2 separate regions of the Danio rerio genome follow, and region 2 is linked to region 1. The links are chromatin contacts, called in public HiCAR-type maps. All regions are on one chromosome and are shown on one strand. Each heading gives the region's core, a stretch centred on a gene start, on an enhancer-like site or on the middle of the called end of the contact. The rest is flanking DNA. Distances are from core to core; before and after follow the strand shown. Region 1 holds the start of katnip (katanin interacting protein). Region 2 holds the start of gfod1 (glucose-fructose oxidoreductase domain containing 1).

Evidence for each region. HiCAR-type assays count read pairs that join an accessible place to other places.
Region 2: a HiCAR-type map of caudal fin shows a contact between it and region 1, with 6 times the contacts expected there. The contact joins the promoter of gfod1 here to the promoter of katnip in region 1. A contact is called at or near these places in 1 of 18 Hi-C or Micro-C datasets (hematopoietic stem cells) and 1 of 4 datasets of contacts at active chromatin or transcription factors (caudal fin).

The regions. Positions count from the first base shown.
Region 1 is chr24:43,252,084-43,256,774 of GRCz12tu, forward strand. It overlaps katnip (katanin interacting protein), which reads left to right and starts at 1,849. Exons shown (of 28, transcript XR_012399560.1): 1 at 1,849-1,920.
Region 2 is chr24:43,486,229-43,490,919 of GRCz12tu, forward strand. gfod1 (glucose-fructose oxidoreductase domain containing 1) reads right to left here and starts at 2,710. Exons shown (of 5, transcript XR_012399598.1): 1 at 2,035-2,710.

The DNA.
Region 1 (4,691 bases), core at 599-3,098:
GAGGAGAATGGCCAGACTGGCTCCAGCTGATAGAAAGGCAACAGTAACTCAAATAAGCACTCGCTACAACCGAGCTCTGCAGAAGAGCATCTCTGAACACACAACACATCCAAGACCACACCGGGTGCCGCTCCTGTCAGCTAAAAACTCCTGTTGAATTGAGGCTACAATTCACACAGGCTCACCAAAACTGAACAATAGGAGATTTGATAAACGTTGCCTGCTCTGATGAGTCTCCATTTCTGCTGACACATTCGGATGGTCGGGTCAGAATTTGGCATAAACAACATGAAAGCATGGATCCAACCTGCCTTGTATCAGCGGTTCAGGCTGGTGGTGGTGGTGTAATGGTGTGGGGGAGATTTTATTTGCACACTTTGAGTTCATTAGTACAAATTGAGCATCATGTCAACGTCACAGCCTACCTGAGTATTGTTAAGTCCATGCCTTTATGAGCACAGTGTACACATCTTCTGATGGCTACTTCCAGCAGGATAACGCAGCATGTCATAAAGCGTGAATCATCTCAGACTGGTTTCTTGAACATGACAATTTCACTGTACTCAAATGGCCTCTACAGTCCCCAGACCTCAATCCAATAGAGCACCTTTGGGATGTGGTGGAACGGGAGATTTGCATCATGGATGTGCAGCCGACAAATCTGCAGCAACTGTGTGATGCTATCATGTCAATATGGAGCAAAATCTCTGAGGAATATTTCCAGTATCTTGTTGAATCTCTGCCATGAAGGATTAAGGCGGTTCTAAAGGCAAAAAGGGGTCCAAACTGATAATAGTAAGGTGTACCTAATAAAGCAGGGGTGTCCAAACACGGTTCAGCATATTTTAGTTCCAACCCCAATTAAACACCTGAACCTGCTAATTAAGCTCTTTCTAGGTATATTAGAAACTTCCAGGGAGGCGTGTTGAAGGGAGTTGGAGCTATGCAGGACACTGGCCCTCCAGGATTGAGTTTGGACCCCTGTAATAAAGTGACCGGTAAGCTTATTAATCTTATATTATGCAGTAAATTTTCATCAAACGTGTCTTAATATACTGGATGAAATATTATTTTATTTTAAAGCTCTTGTTAGTACTTATCACAACCTATGATGTAGATGCATGTACAGATTTATGAATGATTGTCATGCCAACAAATATTATTTTATTTGGTTATTATCAAGTCAAGTTTATTTGGTTAATAAGACATGATTTTTTCTTAAAATTTCATTCCTGTGAATCTTTGTAAAATATCCTAAATTATTACATATTTTTCGACAAAGTTGCATCGTTTTATAGGGAAAGCGACAAACAACAGTGGTCAATATTTAGTATGATCAATGGATTTGATGTCTAAATATGATTATTTAGTTTGTCTTACACCACAGACTTCTTCTAACCAAGCAAATATTGAGATAAAGGATATCATTTGGTTTAAACAGATGTTTTTATGAATTTGATATCTATTTTTTTTCATCCTTTCATCAGGTAAGCTGAATCTTTGAGGGTGACTTGAGAATACTTTTAATAGTCTTCTATAGCCTACCTTTATACAAGAAAATTAGCGTGTTGATATATTTGTCGAACTAATATGTTGCAGTCGGACATTTGTATGGAGCAAACGTTTAATGTTGACTTCAGCTGTGTGGGCGGATCTTTAATTTTAGGAGTTGTGTTGTGATTGGAGAGCGATTCACCTGGATACAGCCGCTTCACCACGGCTTGTGGGCGGGCCCTTTTCCGTACTTCACCCCTGTGAATGGTCAGTTGCGTTGTAGGGTGGGCGCTGTGTGTTGGAAACGCGCTGTGATTGGTCAACATTCCGCCTAGTTACAAGCCCTCAGCCAAGGCATCATCAACAACAACACGCAGACACTCCTGCAAACAGAAGGGCTATTTCAGCGGAGAGATGTCATGGACTGTAAGTAAATTTCTTACACGTGTATATTAATGTTTTTATCATTAGATAGCAGAGCGAATATGAATATTTAGGTCATAAAGTTTAATGGCGGGGTGGGTCTGTTTATATATATCTATGGTGTGTGCTGTTAGCAGAAAGGCTAACGTTAGTTATCAGCACGAGCATCCGTATTAGATCTGATTTGATCTGTATTATCGAATTGTTTAGCTAATATTAGAGTTTAGACTAGGTTAGATTAAGTAATACTGAGATTCTCTAAGCTTTATGAGATAATTAAAACTAGAGCTGTACATTGATATTAATAAACATCATAAATGCACGGTTTATATTATTAGAAGTGTTAAAAGTCATTATCTTTATTAATTATTTACACTTATATAGTATTAAGTAGCTTAGTTCTTAACTATGATTGAGATGTGCTGTGATATTTCCCTTTAGAATTATGACTCAAATATTAATGTTGTATAAAATATATTCACACTTTACACGAAGGTTTTGTTAGTCAATTTTAATGTATTTACTAACACAAACTAGTTATGAACAATATGTGTACATCATTTGTTGATCGTACTTAAACGTTTATTATTGCATTGTTAAAGTCCAAATTTATACTTATTAACATTAATGCTAACAATAAACACCTTTATTTCCATTAACTAACATTAACAAAGATGAATAAACATGGTATTAGATGTATTCATTGTTTGTTCTTGTTAATTAATACAATAACTAGATATTCAGCAGAAATCTTTACATTTTTATCACTGACTACCTGACTAAAGTCTTGTCTTTGATCCCAGCTGGAAGAGCAGCAAATAATAACTTGACTTCTAGTTGATAATTTAGAAAAGTGTCAGAAGGTGGATTTTCCCTATGAATCATCTGTTGATCTGCATCCCAATCATCACTAATACTGCAGAAAACCTACTGGAACCCACATGGAGACTAGATTCTCATAGAAATCAGTCAAGTTTGGTTAGGTAAAAATCATGGTTTGGGGTCACATTCAGTATGGGGGCGTGCGAGAGATCTGTAGAGCGCATGGCAACATCAACATCCTGAGGTATCAAGACATTTGTGCTGCCCATTACATTACAAACCACAGGAGAGGGTGAATTCTCCAGCAGAATAGTGCTCCTTCTCATACTTCAGCCTCCACATCAAAGCTCCTGAAAGCAAAGACGGTCAAGCTGCTCCAGGATTGGCCAGCCCAGTCACCAGACATGAACATTATTGAGCATGTCTGGGATAAGATGAAGGAGGAGGCATTGAAGATGAACACAAAGAGTCTTGATGAACTCTGGGAGTCCTGCAGGAACGATTTCTCTGTCATTCCAGATGACTTTATTAATCAGTGATTTGAGTCATTGCAGAGATGTATGGATGCAGTCCTCCAAGCTCATGATGGAGTCAGACACAATAATTATTCTGTCTCCACTGCAGCAGGACTTTATATTCTATACTGGACATTATTTCTGTTCAGTGATGAGACTTTAAGCAGAGTCAGACCTTACTGTCCTAATGAAATCATTCAAAATCAAGGCATGATCATGTTTTATTTTAGTCAAATGAGCGTCATCTAGAGGCCTTTGCCTTTTATATGAGCCACTTCTGATACCAAATGATCAACTAGATGTCAACTTATTATTTACTGTTCCTAAAACTTGGATATGTGACGACTTTTGTCAGGTAGTGTATATAAACGTACAAAATAATATCTAATGTGTGTATTAAATTTGTAACTCTACATTTATTAATGAAATGTTTTGTCATGATAATAGTTGGTGTTGGTGAAATGGCAGTAAATAAAATGATATGATATAAATACAATGACCAACACAACCTTATTGTAAACTGCTGCGCAAATATGAACACTTTGTGAGTGTTATATAGCTTTTGATTCAGTACATGTAGGTTTAGTCAAATAGATCTGTTACAGCACGAATACACCGATTTATTCACCGCTTTACATGAATTTCTGAATTGTGTTTAGATTGCTGTCATGTGCAGTGGACACCTGACAGAAACACAAGCTTCATTGAATAACGCTCTTCACAATTATTAACAGATCTCCTTCATTTCCTGATGTAAATCTCACACTTTTTCTTCTTCTTCCAGTCTTTTCCTTCTCTTCATATTTCACGCTTCTCTTTAGTGTCCAGATGCTGTGATTGAGAAACAGTGCAGATTCTGTAAGAGTTCTTGTCTTTCACGTCTGTATTTCACATCTTTAGCATTAAATGCAGTTCATCTGATTTCTTTTAAATGATCATCGTTAAAGACATTGTTTTTTTTTTTTGGTGTTGATTTTAGGACATTTAAGAACATTCTAGGGGATTTTTACTGTCTTCAATTGAACATTTGAGAACATTTTAGTTGAGATTGAGGTCCTTAGCGTTGAACCCTGCCTTGTATTTTATGAAACACCAAGGATTTTTTCTACTGATTCGACCGGGCCAGTGGTCTAGATTTTTACTGGCCCCACCAAAAAAATTTAAATAAAAAAATAAGAAGTTAATAGTTTTTTTTTAGCCACATATTTTAAATAATGTGTCAAAAATAATGCACTGTGAAACTGTGAATCTAGCATTTCAATACTTAAAAAAGTTAGTAAATGGTTATTGAGCAAAATGCTAAGTGTTATGCAAACAAAAAGAGCAGTATGGAAAATGTGGAGGTATTTCATTGCAGTTCGAAATTATTTAACAAAAGGTCGCTGACGGCAAATTGTGCAAAACATCACTTTATTTATTTGTCGTGTTGTTCCCACG
Region 2 (4,691 bases), core at 1,460-3,959, 240 kb after region 1:
AAGTCAAATCATTATTTGCTGTTCCTAAAACTCGGATAGGCGACAAGACTTGTATACGGCCATTTTTTAGCTATTTCCGCATGCAGGGTGATGTGCTGGAGAATAATACTGCAGTCTGTGGATGGTTCCTGTCTGGGGTTATTTTGAGGTGATGTTCCTGATCCCCAGAGTTGAGTAATTCTCACTGGTTATTTCTGACCGTTATTGGACACCTGTAAACGTCAGTCTGCCCGTCTCCACAACTGACCACACAACAGCCTCACAGAACCAAAACATGAGTGAGCAATGGGCAAAAACACAACATTAAACTCCTGTCTCCACCTGCTAACATGCATTCAGATGAGGCTCTTTCATTGAGATTCCTCTCATGTCATTACACTAGACCAGGGGTGTCCAAACTCGGTCCTGGAAGGCGGGTGTCCTGCAAAGTTTAGTTCCAACCCAAATCAGACACAGCTGGGCTAACTAAGCTCTTAGACTTTCTAGAAACATCCATGCAGGAGTGTTGAGGCAAGTTGAAGCCTAAAATTGCCGGACACCGGCTCTCCAGGATCTGCACTACACAGCACTACTGAATGAATGGATGAATCCATGTGAAAATATGATCAATAGATATGTTTCCATCCCACGACGCAAATAAGACTTATGCACAAAACTTAAACATTGCATAACATTTAAGAATAAAGCAGCGTTTCCATCCAATGACTCGAGTTTTGGTCTTTATCTCTACAAAAAGGTATTAATGGGTAATTTAATAAATAATAATAATACTCTGTATATTTACTGTTTACATTAGGGTGAGGGTTGAGTTTAGAATTGGGGTTAGTAAAATACAATTTAATGTGTACTTTAATAAATAATATGAATGACACTGGGTATAATTAATATTTTTTTATCACTGTGAGGGTTGGGTTTAGGGTTGGGGTGGGAGTAGACGTTAATAAACTACAATTTAATGGATAATTTTATAATTAATATGAATAATACTCAATATAATTACTGTTTTTACATTACTGTGAGGGTTGGGATGGGGTAGTAGACATTAATAAAATAATACTTAATGGGTAATAATTTATTAAATAATATGAACAATACTCTGTATATTTACTGTTTTTACATTACTGTGAGGGTTGGGATGGGGTAGTAGACGTTAATAAAATACAGTTTGATGGGTAATTTATTAAATAATATGAACAATACTCTGTATATTTACTGTTTTTACTTTACTTTGAGGGTTGGTGTGGGGTAGACGTTAATAAAATATTATTTAATAGGTAATTGTATGAATAATATGAATGACACCTGTCATGACTACTGTCTTTACATTACTGTGAGGGTTGGGTTTAGGGTTGGGATGGGGTAGATATTAATAAAACACAAATTTAATGTGTACTTTGATAAATAATATGTATGACACTCGGTATAATTAATGTTTTACATTACTGTGAGGGTTAGTGTGGGGTAGATGTTAATAAAATACCATTTAATGAGTAATTTAATAAATAATATGAATGACACATGGCATGACTACTGTTTTTACATTACTGTAATGGTTGGGTTTAGGTTTGGGGTTAATAAAACACAATTTAATGTGTAATTGTATAAATAATATGAATAATACGCTGTATATTTAGTGTTTTTACATTACTGTGAGGGTTGGGGTTCGGGGTTAATAAAATACAATTTAATAGGTAATTTAATAAATAATTTGAATAATACTCTGTTTAATTACAGTTTTACATCACTGTGATCATGATGGTTTGGTAAATAAATAATTCTTGTTTGCTTCCCACCGCAGCTGTATCCCTTTTAGCAACAAGCCCTTGAAAGTCTGCAGAAACTGTGTGTTTCTGTTTCTCAATGTGCATTAACTGGACAGAAAGCACTATTATGATGCAAGCACTGATGATGCAAGTGTGTGATATTGTCATGCATTAAGAAAAGCCACACCTAACATGAAAACAAGATCTGACAAGCGCCCTGCAGCATTGAGCAATGCCTCCAGATGAAGCATGAGGAAAACAGCGGGCTCACCCAATGTCTTGACGGCGATCTGTCGGGTGAGCGGCGGCGGCAGGTTGATGCACACCAGATCCACATCCGGATGCAGCAGCACGTCATCGATCCGGTTGGTGTAGAAAGGCACGTTCATGTCGCGCGCGAGCTCCTCCGCCTCCTCCTGCGTGCGACCCCACAGCGCCTTCACCGAGAAACCCTCGCCCTTCAGCAGAGGGATGATGACCCGGGCCGTCAGGCTGGTCCCGAACACACCCACACCGGGCAACATGACCGGACAGAGGCTCACACAACACCTGAGGCTGCGGGACACCCGGCGGGCGCGCGCTCGAACCCGTGCACGGCGATGACCATTGCGTCCTCGCGCTTTATTAACGGCTCAAATTCAAAACAAATGAGAAAATCAACAACTATTCATTCAAATGAACCAGGATGAAGGTGATAATCCAGCCTGCAAATATTTAAAATCAATATACGCGATGATGATGATGTAATATTAACGTTATATCTCCACTGAATCCTCCGCGTCGGTTTCCGCGCGTCGCGTTCATTCGGTATCATCATCCGGGGTCAATATGAGGCGTTGAAAATGATATCTTGAATGATTAAATGTTGCTGTAAGCGTCTCCGAAGCTCTCGGTATCAATATTGCGATCATCTACTGCGGCCGGTGCAGAGTTCCGCCCTCTCCGTTAACTCCTTCACTACCGGACGCTTTAAATACTATGGCGAAGGCTTTGCGCGAGAATATTAATATCGCAGGGTGACGTTGGAGAAAGCGCACGTTCTGATTGGCCGTGAGTATGTGGGCGCTGGGGGAGTTGGCGAATTGTGTGTTGACAAAGGCGGGGTTTGGGAGTATTTATTGCGTTACGTAATAGGACGCGGGAAGGTTACCTAGCAACGTCAGCATGGTTTAATGCGTAATATTTGTAAGCAAAGCCTACGCCGTAGTAGGAGATGAGAGACAGCGAAATCTGCACAGCGCGATTGATCACAGCGGGACTCTGAGATCACGATTATTCCCTTTAAAAAGATACATTAAATAGAGCGCAGTGAGGGATATATACATATATATAATTAAATAATATTTATATTTAACAATTATTTAACCTATAATGTTTATAATAAATATCAAAATTCTTGACTGGAGAGACTAACTTATATCATCAAAGGCAAGCAGAAGGACTTTATCTTTGGGAACCATATATGAATATTATGTAAATTGTATTTGTGAACATGTTTTTTTATTTCTATTTATTTATTTTTTTTTGTATTATTGTTTTTGTCATGCACATGTATATATTGATTATTATATTTTTTACCTATGCTATTAAAATGTGTATATGTGTGTATGTATATGTGTATATACATATATAAGAAGGGTGTAGATATGTGCTGTGTAGGCTGCATTGTTGTTGTATGCCTAGTTAATGGGGAGAAAAGGGAAAACAATCAATAAACATAAGGAAAAAAACATATTTAAATTATTCATATTTATATTAGAAATTAAATCTCAAACATTAATAATAATAATAATAATAAAATAGTATTTTTATTTTTATATATATGTGCAGTGATGAAAACACAATAACCTTGAGAGATCAGAATTTATAGTTGTTTAAAAATATTTTAGAAATTAAATAGAGCACAGTAAGGAACTAAAGGCTGATTATATATATTTAAAATAAAATTAACATTAAACAAATAATGTTTACATTTACCTACGTTTATATTTAATCATTCACTCATTTTCCTTCAGCTTTGTTCCTTTTTTTAATCTGGGGTTGCCACAGCGGAATGAACTGCCAACTTGTCCAGCATATGTTTTACGCAGGGGATGCCCTTCCAGCTGTAACCCAGTGTGCTGTGAAACACCCATACACACTCATTCACACACACACACTACACTACAATACACTACAGCCAATTTAGTTAATCAATTCCCCTATAGTGCATGTGTTTGGACTGTGGGGGAAACCCACGCCAACACGGAGAACATGCAGACTCCACACAGAACTGCCAAATGACATAATATTTACATTTTATTACACTTATTTTTTATCTTTTTTTATAATAATATAGTTGATAAAAAGTGAAATCTTAACCTTCATGACTGTAGGAATGTCACCATCTTGGGCTTATCAAAATACAAAAAGATTAATATATCAAACATTAAACATTAACTATTTATATTTTCTACATTTATAATAGTTAATAAAGTGAACTTAAACTATATTCAACTATAAAACATTATATAAGATGAAGAAATACAAATATTTTAGCTTTTTTTTTTACCTTACCTAAATATTTTGTTTGGCAGAATGGTGGCGCAGTGGTTAGCACTGTGGCCTTACAGCACAAAGGTTGCTGGTTTGAGTCTCGGCTGTGTTGGCATGGGTTTCCTCCTGGTGCTCTGGTTTACACCCACAGTCCAAACACATGCGCTATAGGGGAATTGGGTAAGTCAAATTGTCCATGTGTGTGGTTGATGGAAGGGTATCTGATGTGTAAAACATATGCTGGAATAGTTAGGGGTTCATTCCGCTGTGGCGACCACTAATTAATAAAGGGACTAAACCAAAAGAAAAATGAATGAAGGAATATTAATATTAATGTAAAAATATAAACCATTACATCAGCAATAAAGTACCTCAAAGCCCTAACTCTGCACA